Regions from separate parts of the Sus scrofa genome. Here all the other regions are linked to region 1. Evidence: chromatin contacts called from public Hi-C and HiChIP or PLAC-seq data. All regions are on one chromosome and are shown on one strand. Each heading gives the region's core, a stretch centred on a gene start, on an enhancer-like site or on the middle of the called end of the contact. The rest is flanking DNA. Distances are from core to core; before and after follow the strand shown. Region 1 holds the start of NPR3 (atrial natriuretic peptide receptor 3). Region 2 overlaps LOC102162488 (a long non-coding RNA gene). Region 3 overlaps NPR3 (atrial natriuretic peptide receptor 3).

Region 1 (4,318 bases), core at 749-3,248:
TATTTGTAACTATGTATGGTGACACATGTCAACCGGATTGGTTGTGGTGATCATTTCACAATATATACAAATAATGAATCATTGTGTTACATCCCTGAAACTAATATAATATGTCAATTAATACCTTAGTTAAAAAAAATCCTAGTTTCTGCTTAATGGAAAAATGTAAGGGGTGCATTGAACATCCGCAAGAGAGGTAACACTGGCTTTTCTGGTTCTGCTGCCTAGTTTGGGGGCTCTTCCCTTCCACATCTTAGTTTGTGCTCTTGAGTGACAAACTGGAGTGGAGAGCTCTGTTCCAAAGGCCACGGAGAGGCCGTGACACTCACTCAGACGTAAAGGCACTGCCCTGCCTGTGACCCTGGCTGGGCAGCGCTGGGACAGGGAGAGGCTTTCACACCCGATGCCACTGAAACCCCAGACTTTCCCACTAAGCCCGCGCTACACAGTGAGCGGAATCATATCGCTGTTGGCCAGTGTTCCCCAGACACAGGGCATAGCGAGCGGTAATAGTAAACCCTGGTTTCTTCACGTCTCCTGGCAACCAGTTTCGAAATCCATTAAGACCCTTGGAATTCGGGATTTAGCTTGTTGTTCTCTCTCTCTCCCCCTCCCTTCTTCCTAGGAATTCAGGGGGGATTTAGTCGCTGTGAAGCTCTAAATCTCAATTTCCAGTGTGTGGGGGGTACCCGTTTTGGGGGGGAAATAAAATTGTATACAGATGCCTCGTGTGCTACTGGCTAGCAGGTCTAGTAACATGAATGAAGGTTTTCGCTGGAATTATAAGGTCCTACTTGAAGATTCAGGGACCACAGAGCATTATCTGAAATCTAAATGCCCCGAGGATGAAACGTTACTCAGCTACATTTACAGTGTCAGAAAGAGCGATAAGGAGGGTGATGTTAAGAGTGGCGAGCACTGATGCCTGAAGTTGCTACATCTCCGGAAACCCCAATTTACCGTTTCACCGTCACAAATGAGAGCGATGGCTCTTTGAGATCCCGGCGTTAAATAAAGCAAAACAAAACAAAACCCAAAACAAACTCAGCGCCTGGGGAGGTGGCAACCGGGGTAGACGGCGGCTGCAAGTTTCTGCCGAAAGAGGGCGTTGGTCTAAGACTAAGAGAAGTTTATGGACAAGAACGCCCAGTCAAATGAAAGACCATTTTAAAATACTTTCAATTTATTTTAATTCGCGGGACCTAAGTGGTGGAATTCACCCTTCCAAAGTAGCAGGTTCACATTGCAAATGACCTCGGTGAAATGTTAACCAGGTTCAGAGGGTCAAGTTCCTCTAGGTCCTGCCCTGCAGCGCAGCGCACTCCGGCGAGGCTCTTCTGGTCACTGACTTCTTCAAGGCCGTTTCCATCCTCGTCTCCAACACTGCTGTGGCTGGGACCAGTGGCGTGACTGGGTCTCGGACGCAGGACCTTTCTCGGCCTTGGAGAACCTAGAGCACAGGTTCTCGCGAGCCGCGGAAGAAAAGCGGTGGGATTTCCCAGCGCAAGGACTGGAGCGGAGGACGCGACTCCACCCAGGGGCCTTCGGGAAAAAGCTTTCGGAAGAAGGTCTCTTTATGTAGTTACCTGGTTTAGCAAACAAAGCCCAAGGATGCCTTGGAGATGCTTTTCAAGCCTTCTGCCACCTCCAGGCGAAAAAGTGTTCTCTCGCCTTTGGGAGCAACAAGTTTCGCTTTTCTGCTCGAAGCGCGCCAGCGGAGGTGTTCGGTGCGCGGGGAACACTGGGTGCGTGGGGAACGCTGGATGCGCCGCAGCACTTCGGCTCCGGCGCGAACCCGGGCTGCCCAGGGGGAGGAGGCCGGCGGGGGGCGGGGGAGGACGCCGGGGCTAGCAAGGCGTTCCAGGTCCGCGACCTAGACGTCTGCATCGGTGCCTTGGTCCTTGTTCCCTGACCTTGAGCCAGGGGGGCTGGGAAGGTCGACTGCCCGCCCCGAGTCGCTTCGGGAGGGAGTGTGGCTGGAGTGAGAGAGAGGTGAGAGCTTTTTTTTTTTTTTTTTGCAACGAAACCACTAATTTCTAGGACCACCCCATTCCTCTTTTTTATTTTTTTTTTTTGCACGTTATGTGTGTGCCTGCGCGCGTTTCTTTACTTTCAAACACATTTCCATTTTTAAAGGCCGGAGCTGAAGAGAGGGCTGCCGCACGCGGGGCAAGGGAGTGGCGGGGACCCTGGTGGCAGTGTGGAGCGGTGGGGGCTCCTGCTGGTGCAGACGTGGGCGACTGCGGCTTTAAGGAAAAGGCCGAGGTCTGACGGGGAGTGGGAGTTAGGGACAGGGGAGGGGTGGGAAGAGTAGGGGTGCGGGGAGGAGCCCTGATGTAAGAATGTTAATGAGAGGCTCCCCAGCCCAGCCCCCACCACTCCCCACTCCCACCCTCCCCACCGGTTGGAAATACAAGCCCAGCCTCGGCGCGCCTTGTGTGGTAACACGCTCCGCCGCTGCCACGCTATTTAAACTCGGGTTATGGATCCAGGAACCGGCGCGAATCAATGAGATCAAACGCGAGGGAGATGCACCGTCAATTACAAGCACCTGGACAAGTCTAACTTTTTCTTCTTTTACAAATACGCTTTCAAAAGAAACCTTAGCAACGCCCAAATAAGAAGCCACCTCTAAGCAAAATAGTATATATAAAGGGAGGGCGAATATATATATATATATTTATAAAAAGTATATTTATAATATAGCTGTATAGGTTTACACCCGGTGAACTTTTTCTTTTCCTTTCTTCTTTTTTCTTTTTTTTAAACGAGTGGCATTGCAAAGGAGGACTCTTCCTCTCTATCTTTTGGCGAGTTAGTGAAGGGGGTATTCTATTTTCTTAGAGCGCCCAAGGGGGCGCAGGGACCTCGGAGAGTAGAGTGGGGAGGAAAGAGGAAGGGTGGGTGGGGGGCAGAGAGCGAGTCCGCAGCGAGGGCAGGCGCTTTCCTGCGGCACGATGCCTTCCCTGCTGGTGCTCACTTTCTCCGCGTGCGTACTGCTCGACTGGGCGTTGCTGGTCGGCTGCACGGGTGGCGGTGTTGGCGGGGGCCCGGGCGGCGGGCGCCGGGAGAGAGAGGCGCTGCCGCCGCAGAAGATCGAGGTGCTGGTGCTGTTGCCCCAGGACGACTCGTACCTGTTTTCCCTGGCCCGGGTGCGGCCGGCCATCGAATATGCACTGCGCAGCGTGGAGGGAAACGGGACCGGGCGGCGGCTTCTGCCACCAGGCACTCGCTTCCAGGTGGCCTACGAAGACTCGGACTGCGGCAACCGCGCACTCTTCAGCCTGGTGGACCGCGTGGCGGCGGCGCGGGGCGCCAAGCCCGACCTCATCCTGGGGCCGGTGTGCGAGTATGCGGCTGCACCGGTAGCCCGGCTTGCGTCCCACTGGGATCTGCCCATGCTGTCAGCCGGGGCACTCGCAGCCGGCTTCCAGCATAAGGACACCGAGTACTCGCACCTCACGCGCGTGGCGCCAGCGTACGCAAAGATGGGAGAGATGATGCTTGCCCTGTTCCGTCACCACCAGTGGAGCCGCGCCGTGCTGGTTTACAGCGACGACAAGCTGGAGCGGAACTGCTTCTTCACCCTCGAGGGGGTCCATGAGGTCTTCCAGGAGGAGGGCTTGCACACGTCCGTCTACAATTTCGATGAGACCAAAGGCTTGGATCTGGACGACATCGTGCGTTACATCCAGGCCAATGAGCGAGGTGAGCAGAAGTGCGCCCCGGGGCCCCCCAGCCCTAACTCAACCACTCTGCTCGGCTCTCCCTACATGCCCCTCCGCGCCTCTGGGACCCCACTACCCTCTACGGCACTGAACACCTGGAGAGGGCGCGTGCACGGAGACTCTCCCTAGTGTGAGCTGTCTGGCTGCAGCGACCTTTGACTATCGCTCAAGGCTGTGGTGGGGTGTACGTAGAGGGTCCTGGGGACATCAAGGAGCCTGGGGGAGGGGGTGTGTGAGCCTGCAGCTCACTAGTGTCTTGGTACGACAGGTGCTGTCAAACCTCTCTGGTTGTTTCTTTTGCGCCGGGCTTGCGGTTTAGGGGCCGGCTCACTACAGGTGCCTTGCTCCAACCAGGGTCTGAAAGCGTGACGAAGCAGAAAAACTTGTTACCCGCTCCTTTTCCGAGGTGCGTCCCCTCCTAGTGAGGAAGTGTAAGCCGATGCTCTACAACCGGCGCGCGGCCAAACGGTCAGCTCCTATCTCCGGGTTTCCCTGGCTGCTGCTTCCACAGATCCCCAGCTTTCTTTTAAAGAGTCATTGCATCTCCTTTCTCATTCCTTCCATGCCCCCCCATCCCCGCGCTAGCCTTT
Region 2 (4,318 bases), core at 778-3,277, 130 kb after region 1:
TGATCAGTTCCTTCTGAGTTTCCACTAGCCTCATCCTGATCCTGCATCCACCCCCTAGGACTGAAGCTGGGTCTGTCTCTGGAGATGAGACACTGTTAAAAGGTAGAGGAGGAAATCAGGTTTACCGTCTGATAGCCTTGACTATGAGACAGGGTAAGCAGCCTGGACTTGGGGTTCACAGATCTGGGTGTAAGTCCTGCTCTTGCCCTTATTTATGAAGTGTGTGTATTGTTGGATTTGAGCAGAGAGCATGCTCAAATCAAGTGATTTGTGGAGAGTTTAATAAAAGGACTATCCAGAAAGCAAGAGCCAAGTTCAAGGAAAACAGCGAACAGTGCAGTATTTGGGGCTATTGACATGTCATCACCTCTGGACCAGAAAGGGAGGGGGTGGGGAGCCATGTGTGGAAAGCAGAGGGGCAACTAGAAATGAACTGTGTTTGACTAGAGGGATATGGCTCATTCACTGAGATAAACGCCAAGGGCCTACTCTCTGTTGCTTTTCCCTCTCCTACCAGTGTCTCCCATTGGCTGAGCCCCATGAGAAGCCAGAAGCCCAGGGAATCATTGTTGCAGGCTGACAGCTTTCCAGGCACAGAGGGCAGAGGAGGAGAGGGTAGAGAAGGGAGGAGAATGGGTCTGGAGTGGCAAACAAAAGATACACAGCACAAGACCCACAGAAAGACTCAAGAGTTCAGGTAATTTGCTCTCACCTGGGGAGCGGAGCACCACCTAAGCCACTGAATGGGTAAAATACCTAACTTTGTAAACTGCAAATTGAAATATGGTTTAATTGAAAATATTTACTCTTTGTTTCCCAGGGTAGATTTTCATACAATTCAACCCGTTCCCAGATCTAGGAAGAGTGATTCAGTAGCAGGAAATCACTCCCCTGCCGGCTGGCTATAGCGCATTTTGATTAATTGGGGGCTGGGGGTTGGAAAGGCCAGCTTTCAGACCTATGACCTTGTGGCCAGAAATTTCAGCTCTTCTTCAGGATATACAGAAGTATGTGGCTCATTTTCTTTTGTGAGGGGCCTCAGAATTAGAAGCCACTGGTTTAGCATTATTGGGAAGAAAGGTGCCACTTGATTTATTTGCTCAATATTCGTTAATACTCATCTATGTCATAGCTTTGCTAACGTCTACCATAGCTTTCCTCTCCCTCCCATGGAAACTGGCAGGATTTCAAATCTTCTGGAGTAAAGAAAATGCTCCCAGACTCAGTATCATTTGTAGGAAAGGAATATATAAAAAGATGAATTTCATTTTAAAAATCAGTAATTTTCATTCAATTGATTTTTTTATTACTTTAAAGTTTTAATTCTATTATTTTGTTTGTCTATATGTGTGTGGATATATGACACCTAGAAAGCTGGAGCATTTCAATTTTCTGTGTCCCTTAGCATAGGGCCCTGAGGAACGTGTGCTCCTAATGCAGCTTCATCATTTAATTTCCTTTTTTTTTTTCTTTCTCCTTCTCCCTACCCTTCCCTTGATCTTTCATTCTCTTCTCTCTCTCCCTCCCTCCTTATTTCTCCTACACTTCACACATGAGCTCATTCCTTCAAAAGATATTTATTGAATACCTACCAAGTACCAGACACTTTTCTGGGCTTTAGAGATATAGCAGTGAACAAACCAAGAAAATCATCTGCTTATATGCTAGTGTGGGTGACAGACAATAAACAAGATATATAAGTACAACATGCTAGATGCTGGCGATTGCTTGGGAGAAAAATAAATGAAGAAAGGGAAATAAGGGAGCATTGAGCTGCACTTTTTCAAAGACTGATGAAGGAATGGTCCTATTTAACAGTATAGAGAGCACCAAACCAATGTAAAATGAAGTCATACTATGTATTACAGACAGAAACTGTTTTGGTTCTCAATTCTTTAACCCACAGACTTCTGACAACTCAGTGAGATTCTCTGAGTTCTGCATTTCTCACCAGAAAGTAACAGAAGTGGAGTGGGTACAGGAAAGCAGAAGTGCTTTTACTATAGGGAAATGAATCCAGGGTGATAAGCAAACGTAACACTCAAACTGGTTCTTGGCTCCTCCCTTTCTTTCACAGTCTGTCAGTATAGTCTCACAACTCTGCTGTTAGCATCTATCCAGAATCATCAGATCGCTGCTCCCACCTCCCCTGCTACCACCTTGGTCTGAGTCACCATTAGGTCTCGTTTGGATTATTGCAACAAACAACTAATGGCCTCTCAGCTCCTAACCCTACATGCACCAGCTAGAGTGAGCCTTTAAAAAGTCAGATCTTGGAGTTCTCATCGTGACTCAGAGGAAACTAACCCAGCTAACATCCATAAGGACACGGGTTCAATCCCTGGCCTTGCTCAGTGGGTTAAGCATCCAGTGTTGCTGTGAGCTGTGATGTAGGTCGCAGACCTGGCTGGGATCTGGTGTTGCTGTGGTTGTGGTGTAGGCCGGCAGCTATAGCTCTGATTCAACCTTAGTCTGGGAACTTCCATATGCCAGGAGTTTGGCCCTAAAAAGACAAAAAAAGAAAAAACAAAAATCAGATCTTGTCACTCTTTGGTTCAAATCCTGCACTGGCTCCTAAAGTCTTAGTGGCCTTTGGGGCCCACTCTGACTTTTCTCTCAGCCCCTGTCCTCATTCATTCCCCTCTGACCACAATGACATCTTCATTTCTTCTTCAATGTCAAGAATTTTCTGCTGCTTAGGCCTTTGCTTTATCCTTCCTCTGTCTGAAATGATTACCCCAACTTAGCCTCTTTACTAACTGCCTCAAGTCTTCACTTAGTTCTCTTCCTTCTAACAAGGCCTATGTTGATTCCCGTAATTCAGCCTCTCAACCTCTCCTCTCACCATGTCTACCCTTGACTCTCTTATTTCCATAGTACTCATCACTTTTACAAATCTGATAATACTGTTAAATAATTGACTTATTATGTTTATGTGTCTTGCCACCTCCTAGAAATAACTCCAAGTGGGCAGCCCATTAGCCAGGAACAGTGACTGGTCCTGAGCAGGTGCTCAATAAGTATTTGTTCAGAATCACACACACACTTTCCCTACCTTTTCATTTCTCTAATGCTGTCCTTGGCCTGAACTTCTTTCCCCCACACTCTTTGGTCATATCCTACTATTACACACAAAATATTTGTGTCCACCTGCCAGATGCATATGTTGAAGCCCTATAAGTGTGGCTGTATTTGGAGATGGGGCCTCTAAGGAAGTAGTTAAGGTTAAACAAGCTCATAAGCATCATAATTCCACAGGATTAGTCCTTATAAGAAGTGGCAACAGGGAACTTGCTCTCTCTGTTTTTGCTCATGCATCCAGCAAAGGCCATGTGAGTGAGCACACAGTGAGGAAGTTACAAGCCAAGACGACTGCCTTCGCCAGGAACTAAATCAGCTGGCACCTTGAATGTCTAGCTTCCATATCTGTGAGAAATAAATTCCTGGAGTTCCCGTCATGGCTCAGTGGTTAATGAATCTGACTAGGAACCATGAGGTTGAGGGTTCTATCCCTGGCCTAGCTCAGTGGGTTAAGGATCTGGCGTTGCTGTAGCTATGGTGTAGGTTGCAGATGCGGCTCGGATCCCCAGTTGCTGTGCCTCTGGTGTAGGCCAGCGGCTACAGCTCCGATTAGACTCCTAGCCTGGGAACCTCCATATGCCACGGGAGTAGCCCTAGAAAAGGCAAAAAGACAAAAATAAATAAATAAATAAATAAATAAATAAATAAATAAATAAATTCCTGTTGTTCAAGCCACCCAGTACCTGGTGCTTTTTTTATGGCAGCCTGAGAAATTAATACATCTACCCATGTGCTTAGACTCACCTGTACTTTCTCCTCCCCAACTGTGCTGGTCCACACAAACACGTATTTTCTGACTTTCAATGGCATTTTTGGATACAGGACAACTTTTAGAGTTTGATTATACTTTACATTGACCTGTTCTCTATTTTTTTGTGTGCGCATATACTCTCCCAACATCAAGTATAAGCTGCTTAATGAGGGCAGAGGCTGAAACAAATAAAAGTGCCAAATTCTTTTTGAGGAAAGCAACTGTCTTATTTATAGAGAGGATTATAAACTTATTTTATTGCCCAAGATCACAAAAATGGTCCTAAAACAGAACTGAACTTAGTTTTTATAAATCCTAGGCTGGGACTCAATTTTTTTTTTTTTTGTCTTTTGCCACTTCTAGGGCTGCTCCCATGGCATATGGAAGTTCCCAGGCTAGGGGTCGAATCGGAACCATAGCCTCCGGCCTACGCCACAGCTACAGCAACACGGGATCCGAGCCTCATCTGTGACCTACACCAGAGCT
Region 3 (4,318 bases), core at 830-3,329, 81 kb after region 1:
TTTTTTTCCTTTTTTTGCCATTTCTTGGGCCACTCCCACAGCATATGGAGGTTTCCAGGCTAGGGGCCCAATTGGAGCTGTAGCCGCCAGCCTACACCAGAGCCACAGCAATGCGGGTTCCGAGCCGCATCTGCAACCTACACCACAGCTCATGACAACGCCAGATCCTTAACCCACTGAGCGAGGCCAGGGATCGAACCCACAACCTCATGGTTCCTAGTCGGATTCATTAACCACTGTACCACGATGGGAACTCCAGGCCTTCTGAGACAACTGCTTTCTGCAAAACCCCATTCCCTGCCACTTGGAGCTGGTTCTCTCTAAATTATGCTCACCTTAAGAGCACCTTTGGTGACTATAATTTTTTTTTTTTTTTTTTTTTTTGTCTTTTTGCCATTTCTTGGGCTGCTCCTGCGGCATATGGAGGTTCCCAGGCTACAGGTCTAATTGGAGCTGTAGCTACCGGTCTACGCCAGAGCCACAGCAACTTGGGATCCGAGCCTTATCTGCGACCTACACCACAGCTCACAGCAACACTGGATCCTTCACCCACTGAGCAAGGGCAGGGATCGAACCCACAACCTCATGGTTCCTAGTCAGATTCGTTAACCACTGTGCCACGACAGGAACTCCTGGTGACTGCAAATCTTGATTTACAAAGTCTTCTGAAACACACTGTTACAGTCAGTGTGAAGGAGCCCAACCTGTGCCCCCTTTGGAAACAGGTAACTCTGACCTTTCAGTTGGTATATTTGTTTTTGTTTGTTTGTTTGTTGGTGTTTTTTCCCCCTTTTATATAGGTTATTGGTGACTACTTTGGAAAAGAAGGTCGTTTTGAAATGCGACCGAATGTCAAATATCCTTGGGGACCTTTAAAACTGAGAATAGATGAAACCAGAATTGTGGAGCACACAAACAGCTCTCCTTGCAAAGCATGTAAGTTTAGAGCCTTAATTTGCTGTGTGTTTTATCATCTGTAGCATCAGGATAATGCAGTGGTTATTTAGGAGCTGTTCTGAAAGTCTGAATTTCTGTTTCTGGTGTGATGAAACCCATGGGGACAATACACAAACTGGCAACTGCCTTCATCAGAGGCTTCTGGGTCCTTCATTCCTTCCACACTTTTCCAAAACAGTAGAAGGCTTCTCCCTATTTTTACTAAAACCTTTTAGTATTTGAGGCTTACACTTTTAGGGGAAATTAAAACATCAAATACTAGTCAAATACTAGTTAGTGTCACTCACTTACTCATCTCTTGTTTTAAAGTTTGTATTTATTCTCATACCCCTCAGAAGCAAACAATGTCCCTTAAACACCTAAAGATTTACAAATTAGCAAATAAGTATAAAAGCTGTTATTTAGGAGCAGCTTGTCATAAATATAGAAGAAAGTGGACATTCTTTTAAGGAGTTTACAAGTAGAAAAATGGTTGGAAACCATTGCTTTAGAAAGGCCTTTCGATAAGCTATTGAGGGAGAGCAAAGTGAGTATTGACCTTTCAGGCCAGTTGGTCACTTGAGGCTGACAGATGTGTGCTCCTTATGTTTTAGGAACAGCCTTCGAACTGAGGCATTTATGTTTGTGCAATAACTGTGGGAAGGAATAAGTCAGAAACGTGTCAAAAACATAGTCTCTGGAGTTACAGGGCCTTGACGTGAAATCCCACTCTTGTCACTTACTAGTTTTGTGACCTGAGGAGTGTTCCTTTATTTCTTTAAGCCTCGGTTTTCCCATATGTAAAATGGAAGAAAGGTACCCAATTCTTAGGACAGTTTTGAGGATTCAGTATGCCTTCAAAATGCATTAAAGACTGTGGCCTAAACTCTTTCTCCACAAGTTGGCTATTTATCATTTTTATATAATAACTGGGACACTACTGAACTTGATTGTTTCAAATTGTTACTCACATTTTCACAAAGCTATATAAGACATTTGACTTGAAACTCTAACTTTGGTGAGAGAACATCTAAAAACAGAACATTAACCCAATGACTTTTTCACCAAATCTTCCAGCACTTGGAAGTGTCACCACCCATCTGTGAAAATGAGAAGTGCTGGGTCAGTCCCATAGTCTGTGCGGTTGACTCTCTGACTGTAAACTCAGAAGTGCCCGTGTATCCGGGAACTTGTTTCCAGTTTTCCCCGAATCCTTCTTGAACGTGCCTTATTTCCATTGTGCTCACTTTCTTGTAACAGTTTGTTCATCTAGGTCTTCCTTCCTTCCTTATTTTTTGGCCTCCCTGTGGCATATGGAGTTCCTGGGCCAGGGATCAGATCCTGTTTCACCACAGCGGGAACTCCCACCTAGTGCTTTTTTAAATGCTTTTTTTCTCCCCTGTAAAACATAGATGCTGTGACAGTGCAAACAGCGTTCATTTTACTGCTCAACTTTGGCGTGGGCACATACATAGTTCATTTTTAAAAAACCATTTATACAGATGGTTTTGCACTTGGTAGAAAACCCCCAAACCAAAAACGGAACCACAACTGTAACCATCACCACCACCAGCTCCACAACAGACAGGATCCCCTAGGAAATATTTCTTAAAATGAAAGGAAAATTGGAAAATTTGCCTCAGGTGGGAAATTAAACACTTTCCAGTGAATGAAAGCTTTCAATGAGTGAAAAGTCAGAATGAGGCATTTCTAACTATTTCTCAAAATGAACTCAGATTATCTATGTTTCTTTTTCAAGCAGGTGGCCTAGAAGAATCAGCAGTGACAGGAATTGTTGTGGGGGCCTTACTAGGAGCTGGCTTGCTAATGGCCTTCTACTTTTTCAGGTTAGGACGACTTTATGAAGTTTTAAAATTCACTCTCCTTAATTGCCTTTGTCACTTCTGACTTGTCCCTATCTTGTTCTTACCCCAAAAAGCATGGCGGTTGAAAGAGCTAAGCCATTCCTTTGGTGTGGCCCTGGCTTGGGGGCCAGTGGGTTAGCGTATTAGGAAGTGGGGGTCAGGGGTTTCTAGTGCCTCCCCCTGTGGGCCACAGAGCCACCGCTATCCTCTGCTCACAAATATTCTGACCTGGATTCCTACCACCCACCACATGCCTAAGCGGAGAGGGAATCTGGACAAAGGGGAAATCAACTTCCCCGTTCTCAGGCTTCCTCCAATTCAGAAAGAGATGCTGGCTTCACCTTCCATAGAGGAGGGAGTGGCTCTGAGCAGCCCATGTTCTCAGGCTGGTCTGTGCTCAGTGGTTGAGAACACACATGCCTGGCTACCACTGTGGTTATGGCTCAAGTCGTGTAAAGTTGTAATATTTATGTGTTCCAGACACTGATAGTTTTGCATCTGGAGGGCTGTCCATTCCTTTGTAATCTTTGGTGGTTGAATTTGTGGCTTCTTCTTAAGTCATTAAGATTTTTCATTTCTGCATGGAAATGTAACTCCGGGTGTCTGTGACTCTTTGTGGGAACAACTGTATTCCTGTACACTGCTGCATCTGATCTTTATCTAGGGCATGTCGTGAGAGTTGGGGAGAGCTTCTGTGGCAAAGTAGACAAGGCTTAACCCACAAAGCACCCAGGGAAGAAGGGGAAGGCTTGTTCTATGGCATCTGGGAAAGCAGGCCAATTGTCCTCCTTGAATAAGGGCATAATGCCTTGAGGCATACTACTTTAATCTTTGACCAGGGTTTCATATTCTGTCACTTCTCATTTATCAACTCCAGTCCAGATGTCCCTTGAGGGCATTCTTTGTAAGAGAAACCATAGTATTTTGGAGCCAAGTGAGGTTTTATTACTATGTTCACTTTCTCTTTACCCAGGAAGAAATACAGAATAACCATTGAGAGGCGAAACCAGCAAGAAGAGAGTAACATCGGAAAACATCGGGAGTTACGGGAAGATTCCATCAGATCCCATTTTTCGGTGGCTTAAAAGGAAGTCTGTTCTTTTGGCTTGAGATTCTTTAAGGAGATAGATGGGATGAAAGACATCAATGGAACAGAAGGGGCAATCCCGAAGAACTCATTCTTTTAAGCAGTTAGTCATTTCGTTGTTAAATTTCTTTAGAAGCTCAGGAACTATTATTAATCACCATATGCCTCCCAGCCTTTCATCTCATGACAAACAAATATAAGAATATAATGTCACTCTGTTAAATGTTCATACTGTTTTCAAGGGCATATGATTAGACTTATGTTTTGAAAGTCTGATGTCTCCATATCTTGATGGCTTTGGGGGGCATTTCACACAAGGATATAACATGTGTTTTTCTTAAATGAAATGTTTTATAGCTAGAATAAAATAATTTTTGCAAGTAGAATATTCTTAGAAAGAATTTAACCCTAAGAAGAAGAAAATGTGATG

What was found. Hi-C and Micro-C count contacts between places; a contact is called where the count stands out from the background. HiChIP or PLAC-seq counts read pairs in DNA pulled down with a chosen protein or histone mark.
Region 2: a contact with region 1 is called in a Hi-C map of retroperitoneal adipose tissue, with 1.9 times the contacts expected there. The contact joins the enhancer-like site here to the promoter of NPR3 in region 1. A contact is called at or near these places in 1 of 5 promoter capture datasets (fetal liver), 8 of 47 Hi-C or Micro-C datasets (alveolar macrophages, embryonic fibroblasts, epiblast stem cells and 4 more) and 2 of 2 datasets of contacts at active chromatin or transcription factors (alveolar macrophages and skeletal muscle).
Region 3: an H3K27ac HiChIP or PLAC-seq map of alveolar macrophages shows a contact between it and region 1. The contact joins the enhancer-like site here to the promoter of NPR3 in region 1. A contact is called at or near these places in 2 of 5 promoter capture datasets (fetal liver and fetal skeletal muscle), 6 of 47 Hi-C or Micro-C datasets (embryonic fibroblasts, epiblast stem cells, fetal liver and 3 more) and 2 of 2 datasets of contacts at active chromatin or transcription factors (alveolar macrophages and skeletal muscle).

Annotation. Positions count from the first base shown.
Region 1 is chr16:18,839,542-18,843,859 of Sscrofa11.1, forward strand. NPR3 (atrial natriuretic peptide receptor 3) reads left to right here and starts at 1,999. Exons shown (of 8, transcript XM_021077060.1): 1 at 1,999-3,708. The coding sequence starts at 2,958.
Region 2 is chr16:18,966,559-18,970,876 of Sscrofa11.1, forward strand. All of the region lies in intron 3 of LOC102162488 (a long non-coding RNA gene), which reads right to left. Among named protein-coding and RNA genes, the nearest start is that of NPR3, 130 kb to the left of the region's middle. Within about 2 kb of position 2,028, at least 10 of the 83 cell types and tissues checked have an H3K27ac peak or open chromatin away from gene starts, as enhancers often do. A contact at or near this core is called in alveolar macrophages and retroperitoneal adipose tissue, where this site is marked.
Region 3 is chr16:18,920,447-18,924,764 of Sscrofa11.1, forward strand. NPR3 (atrial natriuretic peptide receptor 3) reads left to right here. Exons shown (of 8, transcript XM_021077060.1): 6 at 801-936; 7 at 2,699-2,783; 8 at 3,775-4,318. The coding sequence ends at 3,886. The region is part of intron 3 of LOC102162488 (a long non-coding RNA gene); the gene reads right to left. Among named protein-coding and RNA genes, the nearest start is that of NPR3, 81 kb to the left of the region's middle. Within about 2 kb of position 2,080, at least 1 of the 83 cell types and tissues checked has an H3K27ac peak or open chromatin away from gene starts, as enhancers often do. A contact at or near this core is called in alveolar macrophages, where this site is marked.